Linked DNA regions of Mus musculus: regions 2 and 3 are each linked to region 1. The links are chromatin contacts, called in public HiChIP or PLAC-seq and promoter capture Hi-C maps. All regions are on one chromosome and are shown on one strand. Each heading gives the region's core, a stretch centred on a gene start, on an enhancer-like site or on the middle of the called end of the contact. The rest is flanking DNA. Distances are from core to core; before and after follow the strand shown.

Region 1 (3,565 bases), core at 517-3,016:
AGCCCGGAGACACGCAGCCCTTTGAGCCATCGGAGCTGCCGGGCCCAGTGGAGCGCAGAGCCGGCCGCAGGGCGGCGTGGGCCCTTCCCGGCAGGGACCGGCCGGGCTGGAGTGCTGGTCCATGGCGGGGAAAGAGAGGAGGGCGAGAGGCGCTTACTGTTGGTAGTCTTGTTTGCAGTACAGTTTCCGATCCCGGAAGTAGCAGCTGGTGGTGAGGGCTTGCTGACATGCCGCGCACTGCAAACACTCCTCGTGCCAGGACGACTCGTTGACTCGCATCAGGAAGCGGTCGGAGATGGGCCGCTGGCAGCCCTCGCAGACGGCGGGATGCGGGCAGTCGGAGCCTGCAGCGCACAGGGCGAGAGCCGGGCCGTCAGCGCCGCTTGGCCCAGCCCCGGAGCGCCTCCCGTCGCCTGAGGACCCCAGCCGGCGAGCCAGAGACCCGGCAGCCCTAGACAGCACGCTCCTTTCCGTAAGCTGGGGCGCCGTGAGGCCGAGGGCCTGCAGCCTTGGCTGGGCGCTGCGCTCTCCCCGCTCGCGGAGATCCAGCGGATGGTGTTATTACCAACGAGAAGGAGCTCCGCGCGGGGTGGCCGGCTGGAACCCAACCAGCGAGGTGAGGCCAGGACACTCGCTGGCTGACACGCCCCACGATGCTGTTGGAACCTTCTACCCCAAGAACCGCGGTTGGGATAGACCCGGGGATAGTTTTCTCTTCTAAAAGCTCCCCTTCCCCAGGTGACCTGGCCTCTCTCCCGGGCTCTAAGGAGACAACTTGGTTCTCCAGCATCCCTGCCACCCGCTTCCCACCCCAGCTCAGTCCAGTGTAGCAGCACTAGAACCCAGACCCGGAGAGGACGGTGTGAGTGACGGCTGAGGCTGTTCAGTCCTCTGTCTAGGTGACGTCCCTGAACGTTTTCCCCTCAGGGAGCTCTGTCTCGGTGTGCTTGTTACCCCTCCGGTGGTCATTCCAGGGGTCCGGACCCCCTCCCCACGTCCTGAAAACCTATTTTCTTTATTCTTTGCCCCTCACGCCGGTATCCACAGCGGCACGACGGACAACCCTACCCCCTGACCCGCACTATTCGAGCGTTGCGACCCAGCACTCACCCAGCAGCACCCCCAGGGTGGCGGGCCCGGGGCGAAGGGCGTGCTCCTCCATCTTGATGCCGTCCAACATCTTGATGCCGTCCAACATCTTGGCGCAGTCCGTCTGCCCGCGAGGGAAGCACCTCTCCAGCGACTCGGGACCTGTTGCTATATCCATGGGACGCCCGGCGCGCTGCGGACCCCGCCGGCTGGGCCGCTCACCCTCCGGCCCGTCCGCCCGCTCCGCTGCAGCCGGGGAGGCGCGGCGCCCGCGGGGTCGGGGCCGCCCGCTGCCCCGGGGCGAGCGTGGAGCGGCGGCGCGCTGGCCCCGGGCCCCGGCGTCGTGCGGGAGGGCCCGGGCGGCTGGCAGCCCCGCGCGCCGCTCTCTACCGGCTACTCGCAGCCACGCGCACTCGCTGCTCGCCTGTCACCTGCTTGTCAGCCCCGGGTCCCGGCTGCAGCAGCGGGCGGCACGCGGAGCCGCCCGGAGGAGTAGGAGGAGGCGGCGGCGGCGGCGGCGGGCGGGGGAGGGGGCGGGGGTGCAGGGGCGGCCCCGCGGGCTGGGGGGGCGCGGGCGTCGCAGCAGGGTCCCGGGCGGGGCGCAGCAGGCCGCGGGGCTCCAGGCGCGCTCCCCGCACTACTCCAGTGCCATGGTGCGCCCGAGGAGCCGCTCGGTTTAGAGCTGGGGCTGGCGGCGGAGGGATACTCCGGCCCCGAGCCGCCTCACCCCTCCTCAAACTTCCTGACATTTGAACTCATTGGTGCGCCTCGTATCACTGCGCCGGGATGAGCCGGCTGCTCCACGTCAAATAGTGCCGTCGCCTCCCCCCCTCCCTGCGGGAGGGCTCCCTTAGCCCCCGTCCTGCACCCCGTGCCGCGCCCTGAATCCAGGCGACCATCCTGTCCACCATTGGCAGAAGTTTGGTTAGCCATCGAAACAAATCCTGTGCCCCACCCCTCTTGAAAAATTGATTTGGGAGTTGGGGAAATCAGGCTTTCTTTTTTTTCTTTCTTGCCTTTTTTATTATTAATATTTTTGTTGTTTTTTTTTTAAGCTCCAGCGCTCAGAGGAGTGGCCCCAAGCGAGGCCAGACTGTGAGGACGGCGGGGAACGCAGCGACTTCTCCAGGGGACAGCGCCAGGCGGGAGCGGCTGGCCCAAACCCGGACTCGTAGTCTAAGGTAGGTCGCAGGGTCTGAGTTGGTGTCCCCTCGGGAGGCGGGGCCTGCACCGGACAGCCTGGTGTGCTGAGAGGGCTCCTAGGGTCGAGGGATGGGGAACATCAAATGTAAGCAAGAACCGCTGGCCCCGGACTCGCCAAAGGGAACCCTGACCTGGGGAGGGGGTGTAAGGGCTGTAGTTTGAGTAAGTAGTCCCAAAAAGCCCAGGCCTGGCAGAAATAGGGCGGGGGAATGAGTTGAGGGGGCTCTCATAGCCAGAATGGGAGATCTTGGGTGAAAGAGGACGGTCAGGCCCGGGTTGAGACCAAGAGAGTGTTAAGAGGGTCAACAGGGCTCGGAAAGATATCTTGTTCCCGGCCGGGGTCAGTGGGCGAAGGCTGGGCCTCCCAAGGCTTGGAGTATGAGGGGCAGGTAAGAAGTGGTGTCCTCAAGATCTAGGGGTGGAGGCCTGGAACGGCATGGGTACAGTCGTTCTAAGGAAATCTGTGTGACCTCTGAAATCGGTGCCCTTTCATTGTGGCTAAGGGACCTGGCCAGGGTTAGAGACTGAGCGCTGGCCACCCTTGGCAAAGTGGGCCTCGACAGCGGGCAACGCAAGGCCAGCGGCACGCAGCTGGAGACTCCTGGGTGCATCCGGCCAGACATCCGCGAGAAAACTAGAAGACGTCGCATCGGGAAACAGGGTACCTTCGGCCCCACCACTCCCGCGCGGGTTTCGTCCTGGAATAGCAGGAGGGATGGTGCGGTCCCAGGGCAGGAGTTAACAGCCCCTGCGAGCTGCTGCTGGGCGGCCCTGGCCCCTCCGGCTGTGGAGCAGCGGCGCGAAGCCGGGAGGGGATGGAGGGCTCGGAGGGCGGGTCCCCTGACCCCGCTAGAGGCGAGAGGGCGGATCAGATTTGGAGCCTGAGGGAGGCTTGGTCAGAAGTGGCCCCCTGTGCTGGGGGGGCCCCCCGGAGGGGCCCGGCTTTGTGGAGGATTAGCGGTCACCGCCCCACCCCAGTACCTGCGTGTGTGTCGGTGGGTATCGGAGTGTGTCTGTGTGTGTCCGCGCTCCCGCCTCGCGGAAGCTATTGAGAACGTGTGCACCCGTATTCCTGTGCACATACATTTTGTGTTTGTGTGTCCTTACGTCTTTCCAGGCAATGAGTGTGTGTGTTTTCGGTACACGTCTCTCGTGCTTCTATGTCATGTTTTTTACACGTCTTTGTGTGTGTCCTCGTGAAGGTGTAGATAGTGAAGATGTCTACGCCTTTGTATGCGCCTCGGCCCCTTTAGCGAATCTGGTAGATTTTTCT
Region 2 (3,565 bases), core at 735-3,234, 970 kb after region 1:
TAGGGTGCAGGTTATCTATTACCATATTAACAAGTTAAACATATAACAAGTTAAGTGTGGTTTAAGGCACACTTATATTTATTATTTTCTAGGTGGGTGGGTAGGGAGCCCAGCACAGCTCAGATACATCTTCTGGCTCAGGTCTTTTTTGAAGCTATAGTCAGGGTGTCAGTCAGGTGGGAAGTCTCAGCCCTCAGGAGGTCAAATTTGAGGCCTCCCTGGGCTACATTGTAAGATTCTGTCCAAAACAGGAGTAGGAAGAGAAGGAAGGGAAAAGGGATGTCATAAAATCTTCTTTAAGGCTGAAGAGATAACTCAGCGGTTAAGAGCACTGACTGTTCTTCCGAAGGTCCTGAGTTCAAATCCCAGCAACCACATGGTGGCTCACAACCATCTGTAATGAGATCTGATGCTCTCTTCTGGTGCATCTTAGCTGCAGTGTACTTAGATATAATAATAAATAAATCTAAAAAAAAAAAAAGAAAGAAAGAAAAAACTAAACTTCAAAAAAAAATCTGCTTTAAGTTCACTGAATGGTCTCTGGCAGAAATGCTTTTAGTTCTATGTCACCTGGCTATCACAATAGAAAAACTAACTAGATGATGGTGGGCTGCATTAAAGAGAATGCTAGCAAGGAACCCTAGCCTCTTATGAGCTAACTCAGAATGCCATCTCCACAGTATTCTGTATTCCTGTTTATTAGAAGCAAGCCACAAGGCCATCTCATAAACAGCAAGGGGTTACATAAAGCCATGAGAATCAGGCGAGAGCATCATCAGGGGATAGTTCAGAGTCCGCCTGCCATGGTGAGTGAGCCATAAGACAGCAATAGAAATGGCTCAGACTGCAGCCAGTGCTGAGAGCAGAGCCAGCAGCCCCAGCATATTCTCCAGCAGCTCTGTAGCTGCAGTCTCAGGGAACAAAGAGCTGCTCAGCATCTGACTTAAAATATCAGACTACTAACCTTGGAAGCCTAGCAAGGGCTAAGCAGGATAAATACAAAGAAAACTACATCAAGTCACATCATAATCAAATTGCTGAGACCCAGTGATAAAGAGAAAAGTTTGAAAGCACCGTAAGAAAGCGGCTGTGCACATCGAAGAACCATGATAGGAATGATCGCCGACATCCCGTCAGAACCAATGCCAGCCAAAAGACAAAGAAGTGGCGGCTCTAACACACTGAAGTAATATCTACCCAGAGTCTGCATTTTCCCAAGTGGTCCTCAGCTGAGGGTAAAGTAAACTAAAGACATTGCAGACAGCCAGAAAGTGAAGTTTGTCACCACCAAACCAGTGCAAGAAGTGCTGAAGGCTGGGGAGAGAAAACGCGAGGCAGAACCCAGCTCTCCCCAGGGGAGAAGCCTCAAGCTGCTGCCCGTGCCTGGCACCTGCATAGAATGAGCCAACTGGAGGGAGGGAGCAAGGCCTTGGGCTGGGGTGGGCAGTGGGAGGGCAGGCTGAGATAAACAGTTTTTAGGGTGATGGTTTGAATTCATGTTGGGAACAATAATTTAACTGGTAGTTAGGTGAATTATCTCCCCAAAGGGAAAACCTTCATCCTTTCTTGCTACATCCCCTTAAAAGTTGGCCAAGTGTACTTCACTATTATATATTAAATTTTGTGAAAAAAAGTGAAACATTTTTCTGTGTTCCGATGTATCTATAATATATTTTTAATTTTTCCACAAATCCTGAAATATCTGCCCTCTGGTTCTTCATAGAAAAAGCTTATTTGTCTCAAAAGATGAAAGTATAAAGACAAAGGGACCCTTTCATCTATCAAGCAAGTGCTGTGAGTTCCCACATGTCTCCTAACTTGTAGCAACTCTGGGATGTGTCTACATGCTATAGAGCCCTAGGTTTGTTGGACTTTATCTTGTGGTGACAAATAGTTCATTCTGGAAGTGAGTGGCCTGGGGCTACACAGAAGTAGGAACAAAGGTTCTGTCCTGCTTGTGCTACTGACTCAGCTAAGGACTTCCCATGGAAGTCTCGTGACTCAGCCTAGTGTAGCGGTTCCCAGCCTGTGAGTCACACCCCTTTGGCAAACCGTTATCCTCAAAAATATTTATATTACAACTCATAACAGTAGCAAAATTATAGTTATGAAGTAGCAGCAAAAATAATGTTATGGTCAGGGATCACTACAACGTGAGGAGCTATATTAAAGGGCCACAGCATTAGGAAGGTTGAGACCCACTGTTCTAGGGAGTGATTTTCTAACAAATTTCGACCATGCTTGGGTGCCTAGATTTTCCTCTAAATCTTGTTAAATGCAGGAAGTTAGCACAGAAGAGAAAGTAAGTAGTTAAATAATAAAGAGGAGGATGGGGAGACCTGCCAGGAGTTGATCACAGAATAAAGTCAAATTGACAAGTAGAGAAAGCAGGAGACAGCCCAGTGTGGTAACTCAGGTATGGGGACCAGCACCCAGAAGGCAGGGACAGGAGGAGCAGGAACTCAGTGCCATCTTTGACTACACAGTGAATTAGAGGCCAGTCTGGGCTCCATGAGTCTCCCCAAAATCCAAGGGAGGGTGGGGCCTAAGGCAAGGCACAGAAGTATAAAACCGTTTTGTTCCAAGCTTGGAGCCTTGTATGGACTTGAGGAAACCATGCTGTTCCGAGTTTCCACATAGGAGCGTGATAAAGTAATCCTTCCAGGCAGGCAAAGGGCTTATGGGGAAGAGTGGATGGTTGCATGTGCACCTGCACCATAGAGGCAAGCTCCAGACCCATGGAGAGACCCTGGTTCAGGGGAATATGACAGTGAACAAGCAAGGCACCTGGTATCCTCTGCCTCCACATCAAGTATGGACATAGACGCACATAAGCGCACACACACATATACACAAGCACACACACATACACATGCACACTTTTTTTAAGTGTGTAACTTCTCATTTCCTCTTACTGGAGAAAAAGTACATAATATGGGATTTTAATGCTTAAAATAGAAAGGAGTATTGAAAGTGTAAACACGGGCTGGTGAGATGGCTCAGCTGGTAAGAGCACCCGACTGCTCTTCCAAAGGTCCTGAGTTCAAATCCCAGCAACCACATGGTGGCTCACAACCATCCGTAATGAGATCTGACTCCCTCTTCTGGTGCGTCTGAAGACAGCTACAGTGTACTTACATATAATAAATAAATAAATCTTTAAAAAAAAAAAAAAAGAAAGTGTAAACACAAGGAGAATCATTCAAAGTGCTCCTAAACTATTACTTGTTTTGATGTTGTTGTTTCTTTTTGTGTTACTGGGGATTAAACACAGAGCCTTATGCTCTCTAGGCAACTTTATCACCATTCTTAGTTCATTTCCTGAAGTCCCTGGAGACAGCCATTGCACCAAGGAAAAGCACTTGTCCAGCTGTTTTGAGTTGCTAGCTGAACTAGCCATTTATTCCATGGGACATATTTTCATTTGAAGGAACAACTAACAAACTGATTCTCCAACCCTGAAGCTTTGGCAAATTACTTGATTTTCTTAAAAGCAAGTAAGTGAACCTGTTAGTTTAGATAGAAAGAAGCTGCCAGGTCTGTCCCAGTAATGAAAGTCAAACTG
Region 3 (3,565 bases), core at 592-3,091, 890 kb after region 1:
CTAGCATCCATTGTGTGACAGTTCTGCAGGGAAGGGGCCTCACTGCAGCACTACACACACATACTTGTGTGTTACAGCATTACACTCACAGGGCACAGCACTTGCAGTCTGTATGCTTTCCTCCCCAATAAACTGCCCTCTCCCTTGGTGTCCATCTCTTGCCCTTTTCCTGTCCAGAGAGTTATGCTTTAGTATGAAGACCTATGTCCTTATTTCCTGTGTCTCCTGTCACCTTTGGTTTACTGCTTAGAAAAATACTCACTGTCCAGGACTAATGCTAGTGTCAAAATTCTGTGGTAAGTCTGACACTGTCACATAACTTTTAAAATCCCAGTGCTTTGGAGGCTGAGATAGGAAGGTCTCAAGTTCATTGCCAGACTATGTCTCAGGCTCCCTCCCTGCCCCAGAAGCCTCTTTGGTGACTGCATGGCTTTCAGAGGCGCAAAACTAAGCTCCCTGAGCTCGTTTTAAATGCCTGTGCGATCTTCACTGTCTTAGCAGACTTGAGAGGACCCAGCTCCGAGTTTACTGGCAGCAGCAGTAAGTCAGCTCTCTGACATGGAGTTTCATGATAGACCTGAATAAGGATCCCACCAGAGATGCAGAGGTGCTCAGTCGTCTGTGCTTGCATCCCCAGCATGCCCTGTCCTGAGCCCAGAATAAGACAGACAGCACACATCCTGGACATGCATCCGCATCCGATGCTCCCTTGCCCTTCCTTTTTTCCTTCCTTCCTTCCTTCCTTCCTTCCTTCCTTCCTTCCTTCCTTCCTTCTTCCCTTCCTTCCTCCCTCCCTTCCTTCCTTCACTGTTGTTTTCATTTTCCTCTCATGAACCCTGCTACCCTGGCTTCAGCTTGGAGGCTGTAAAGGAAGATGGAGAGCCGAGTTACCTCAGAATGATCACTATCGTTAACATTCACGGGTGGTTCACTTATCATTCCTGACTGCACAGACATGGCAGCCACGCGGAAGCGTCCGCAGGTGTAGCATGGTGATACATATTACATTGTGCCACAATGGATTTATGTATTCTGTAACAAAAGAAAAGTGTAATGAAAAAATACAGAAGGTGATTCTTTATTCCTCCACTACACAATTTATCAGTAAGGCCTGTGGAGGGAAGGGCCAGGGATTTCCTCTGCTTGCTTTAACCTTGTCACCCAGGTATGTTTTGGTAAAATGACAGAAAAATACAGACTGGGGATTTTCCTTTGCTTCAAACCTCTTAAAAGGACACTTTGAATTTATGAAAGTTAGTCCAGATATGAAACTGCCTGTTAAGCTTTTACTCTGCTCTTTGCTGAAAGAGTTGAGCATACTGGCTTGCAGTGATTTTATCAGCCGGCCAAAGAACGGGAGCCAATGCAGCAGTTTATAAACAGACAAACTCTACCATCGGTTAGGTAGCTGCCGGGTGGATGAGGGTTCGTGAGGCCTGGGCCAGTACTAGTTTGCAAATCTCCGAGAACTTGTGTTTCCTTTTGGCCCTACTCATCTGTCACCCAACATATTGTCACAGATGGAGGACATACTGACTTCTGAGGAGAAAGCTGGGGCAGGCAGATCTGAGTGTGGTTGATTGGCATTTGTTCCAATACTCACTGGCCTAGTGCCAAGGCAAACACCCGCAAGTTTTTAATGCACAAGGCTCTTTACATATCAGTACCCTTGCCAAAGTTTCACTTACAGCAGCTCTCCCAAAATAGAGTTTTTTTAAAAAGAGCTATTTCTTATTTTGCTTTGATCAGTAAAATAAACTTTTAAAGATTGTTCTGGGATGGGGTCCAGCTTCTGAGGTAAAGAATGGTTGGAGCTCAGGCATGATTCAGTAACAGAGTGTTGAGTAAAATTAGCTTGACAGCTCTCAGGCCTGCTGCTCGATAGCAAAGAACCTTCACCAAGTGAAAATGGATGGCTGTGCTGGCCAGGGCAGCATCAGCTTTGTGCTTTGTAACAAATGGGACGTCAAGGAGTAAACAGCAAGCTGCATGGAGAGGAGTGCTGTGGACATGTCTCTGTGTTAGGGAAACAAATTAGATCCTTGGTTTTTAGATTAGCCCATAGCCCCTGTGGGGAACCAGCTACCTGGATGGGTCTAGCCTGGGCTCCAAGCCCCATCCCAGCCTCATCTACCATTGGAAAGCTTTCCCAGAGATTGGCTTTCCTTCAGATTTCTTGTCAGGATTAAGCCTTGCCATGGGTTTTGGCCATGTTTCCCTTGAGATTCTTATGGGGAAATGGGAATGTGACCAAACTCCTTGGAGCAATTTTCATGTTCCATAGTTGGAAACTTGGGTCCCATTTTTTACATGAGCAACTCGGAATTAGTGTGTTTTATTCCAGTGCCCAAAGGGGGGGAATGGGTATATTTTTGTGACACTTGTCACTACAATAACAGTCTCTGTGAAATGACAGCTCACCCAGATGATGAGCTACTGGGTGGGTTTTTTGTTTGTTTTGGTTTTGGATGAGTTTTTGTTGTTGTTTTTGTCATTTGTTTTTTGTTTTTTTGTTTTGGGTTTAGCATCTGTTTGGTTTTTTTTGTTGTTTGTGTCTTTGTTGTTTTTCTTTTCTTTTTCTTTTTCAATCTCAATTCTTCTCCAACCTAATTTGATTACAAGCTTGCAAGCAGTGTTAGTGTTTTGTCTTTCGTTTCTTTTGCTTAAACTAATATTTTGTTTGATTTTTGTAGGACTAGGTAAAAAAATCACTTATAGTGGAGTATACACAGATTGTATATTAAAAGTGGGGTGGAATGGGCATGGTGGGGCACACCTTTAATACCCGGAGGGAGGCAGAGGCAGGTGGAGCTCTCTGAGTTTGAGGCCAACCTGGTGTATATACTGAGACCCTGTCTCCAAACAAACCAAAATAACAACAAAAGATAAATGGGCAGACCAGTGTTGTACTAGACGGTTAAAAGAGCCTTTTTTCTTTCTCTGGGCACTGAGGAGCTTATTGTGACAGTAGTCTCTGCCTACAGTGACAGGGACTGACATAAATCAGGCTCTGTCAGCTGCCAGTCTTTACTACAGCATTTGGCTCCCAAGCCAAAACTGGGAATCTGGCTCCTTCTGACACAAGCAGACCAGGTTCAATCTGCAATGAATTAGAGAAGCCTGCAGCAACTCTGACCTTGGTTCACTTCATGCTGCTTCTATTAGAATGCCCTCACAAATGCCTGGGAATATGGGTTTTGTTTTGTTTTGTTTTGTTTTGTTTTCCCAAGACAGGGTTTCTCTGTGTAGCCTGGCTGTCCTGGGATTCACTCTGTAGACCAGGCTGCCTTGGTTCTGTGATAAAAGATGTGTACCACCACTGCCTGGCAGATTTCTCCAAAATATTCACCGGCATTTTCTGTACTGTTGTTTTGAACTTTTCCCAGTGTTGTGTAACTATAGTGATAACTCTTGTTCTTGTCTTTCCCTACAGAAATGCTGCTCATGGATTCTCCCTTATCCAAGTAGACAACACAAAGGTCACCATGAAGGAGATCTTGCTCAAGGCAGTGAAAAGAAGAAAAGGATCCCAGAAAATTTCAGGTGCGTTAGTTAAATTATACCA

What was found. Promoter capture Hi-C pulls out the DNA fragments that hold promoters and counts their contacts. HiChIP or PLAC-seq counts read pairs in DNA pulled down with a chosen protein or histone mark.
Region 2: an H3K4me3 HiChIP or PLAC-seq map of embryonic forebrain shows a contact between it and region 1, with 4 times the contacts expected there. The contact joins the enhancer-like site here to the promoter of Lmx1b in region 1. A contact is called at or near these places in 5 of 39 promoter capture datasets (the 3T3-L1 cell line, the C10 cell line, the HPC-7 cell line and 2 more), 1 of 115 datasets of contacts at active chromatin or transcription factors (embryonic forebrain) and 1 of 9 other capture datasets (liver).
Region 3: a promoter capture Hi-C map of stem cell-derived epiblast-like cells shows a contact between it and region 1, with 4 times the contacts expected there. The contact joins the enhancer-like site here to the promoter of Lmx1b in region 1. A contact is called at or near these places in 5 of 39 promoter capture datasets (the 3T3-L1 cell line, hippocampal neurons, liver and 1 more), 1 of 484 Hi-C or Micro-C datasets (bone marrow-derived macrophages), 1 of 115 datasets of contacts at active chromatin or transcription factors (embryonic hindbrain) and 1 of 9 other capture datasets (liver).

Annotation. Positions count from the first base shown.
Region 1 is chr2:33,639,332-33,642,896 of GRCm38.p6, forward strand. Lmx1b (LIM homeobox transcription factor 1 beta) reads right to left here and starts at 1,767. Exons shown (of 8, transcript NM_010725.3): 1 at 1,111-1,767; 2 at 158-344. The coding sequence starts at 1,267. Gm39790 (a long non-coding RNA gene) reads left to right here and starts at 330. Exons shown (of 3, transcript XR_866136.3): 1 at 330-616; 2 at 739-899; 3 at 1,048-1,140. C130021I20Rik (Riken cDNA C130021I20 gene) reads left to right here and starts at 1,862. Exons shown (of 3, transcript NR_046275.1): 1 at 1,862-2,013; 2 at 2,145-2,270; 3 at 2,796-3,565.
Region 2 is chr2:34,607,732-34,611,296 of GRCm38.p6, forward strand. All of the region lies in intron 10 of Mapkap1 (mitogen-activated protein kinase associated protein 1), which reads left to right. Among named protein-coding and RNA genes, the nearest start is that of Gm34372, 30 kb to the right of the region's middle. Within about 2 kb of position 1,985, at least 48 of the 459 cell types and tissues checked have an H3K27ac peak or open chromatin away from gene starts, as enhancers often do.
Region 3 is chr2:34,530,355-34,533,919 of GRCm38.p6, forward strand. Mapkap1 (mitogen-activated protein kinase associated protein 1) reads left to right here. Exons shown (of 12, transcript NM_177345.4): 7 at 3,434-3,543. Among named protein-coding and RNA genes, the nearest start is that of Gm34178, 43 kb to the right of the region's middle. Within about 2 kb of position 1,842, at least 42 of the 459 cell types and tissues checked have an H3K27ac peak or open chromatin away from gene starts, as enhancers often do.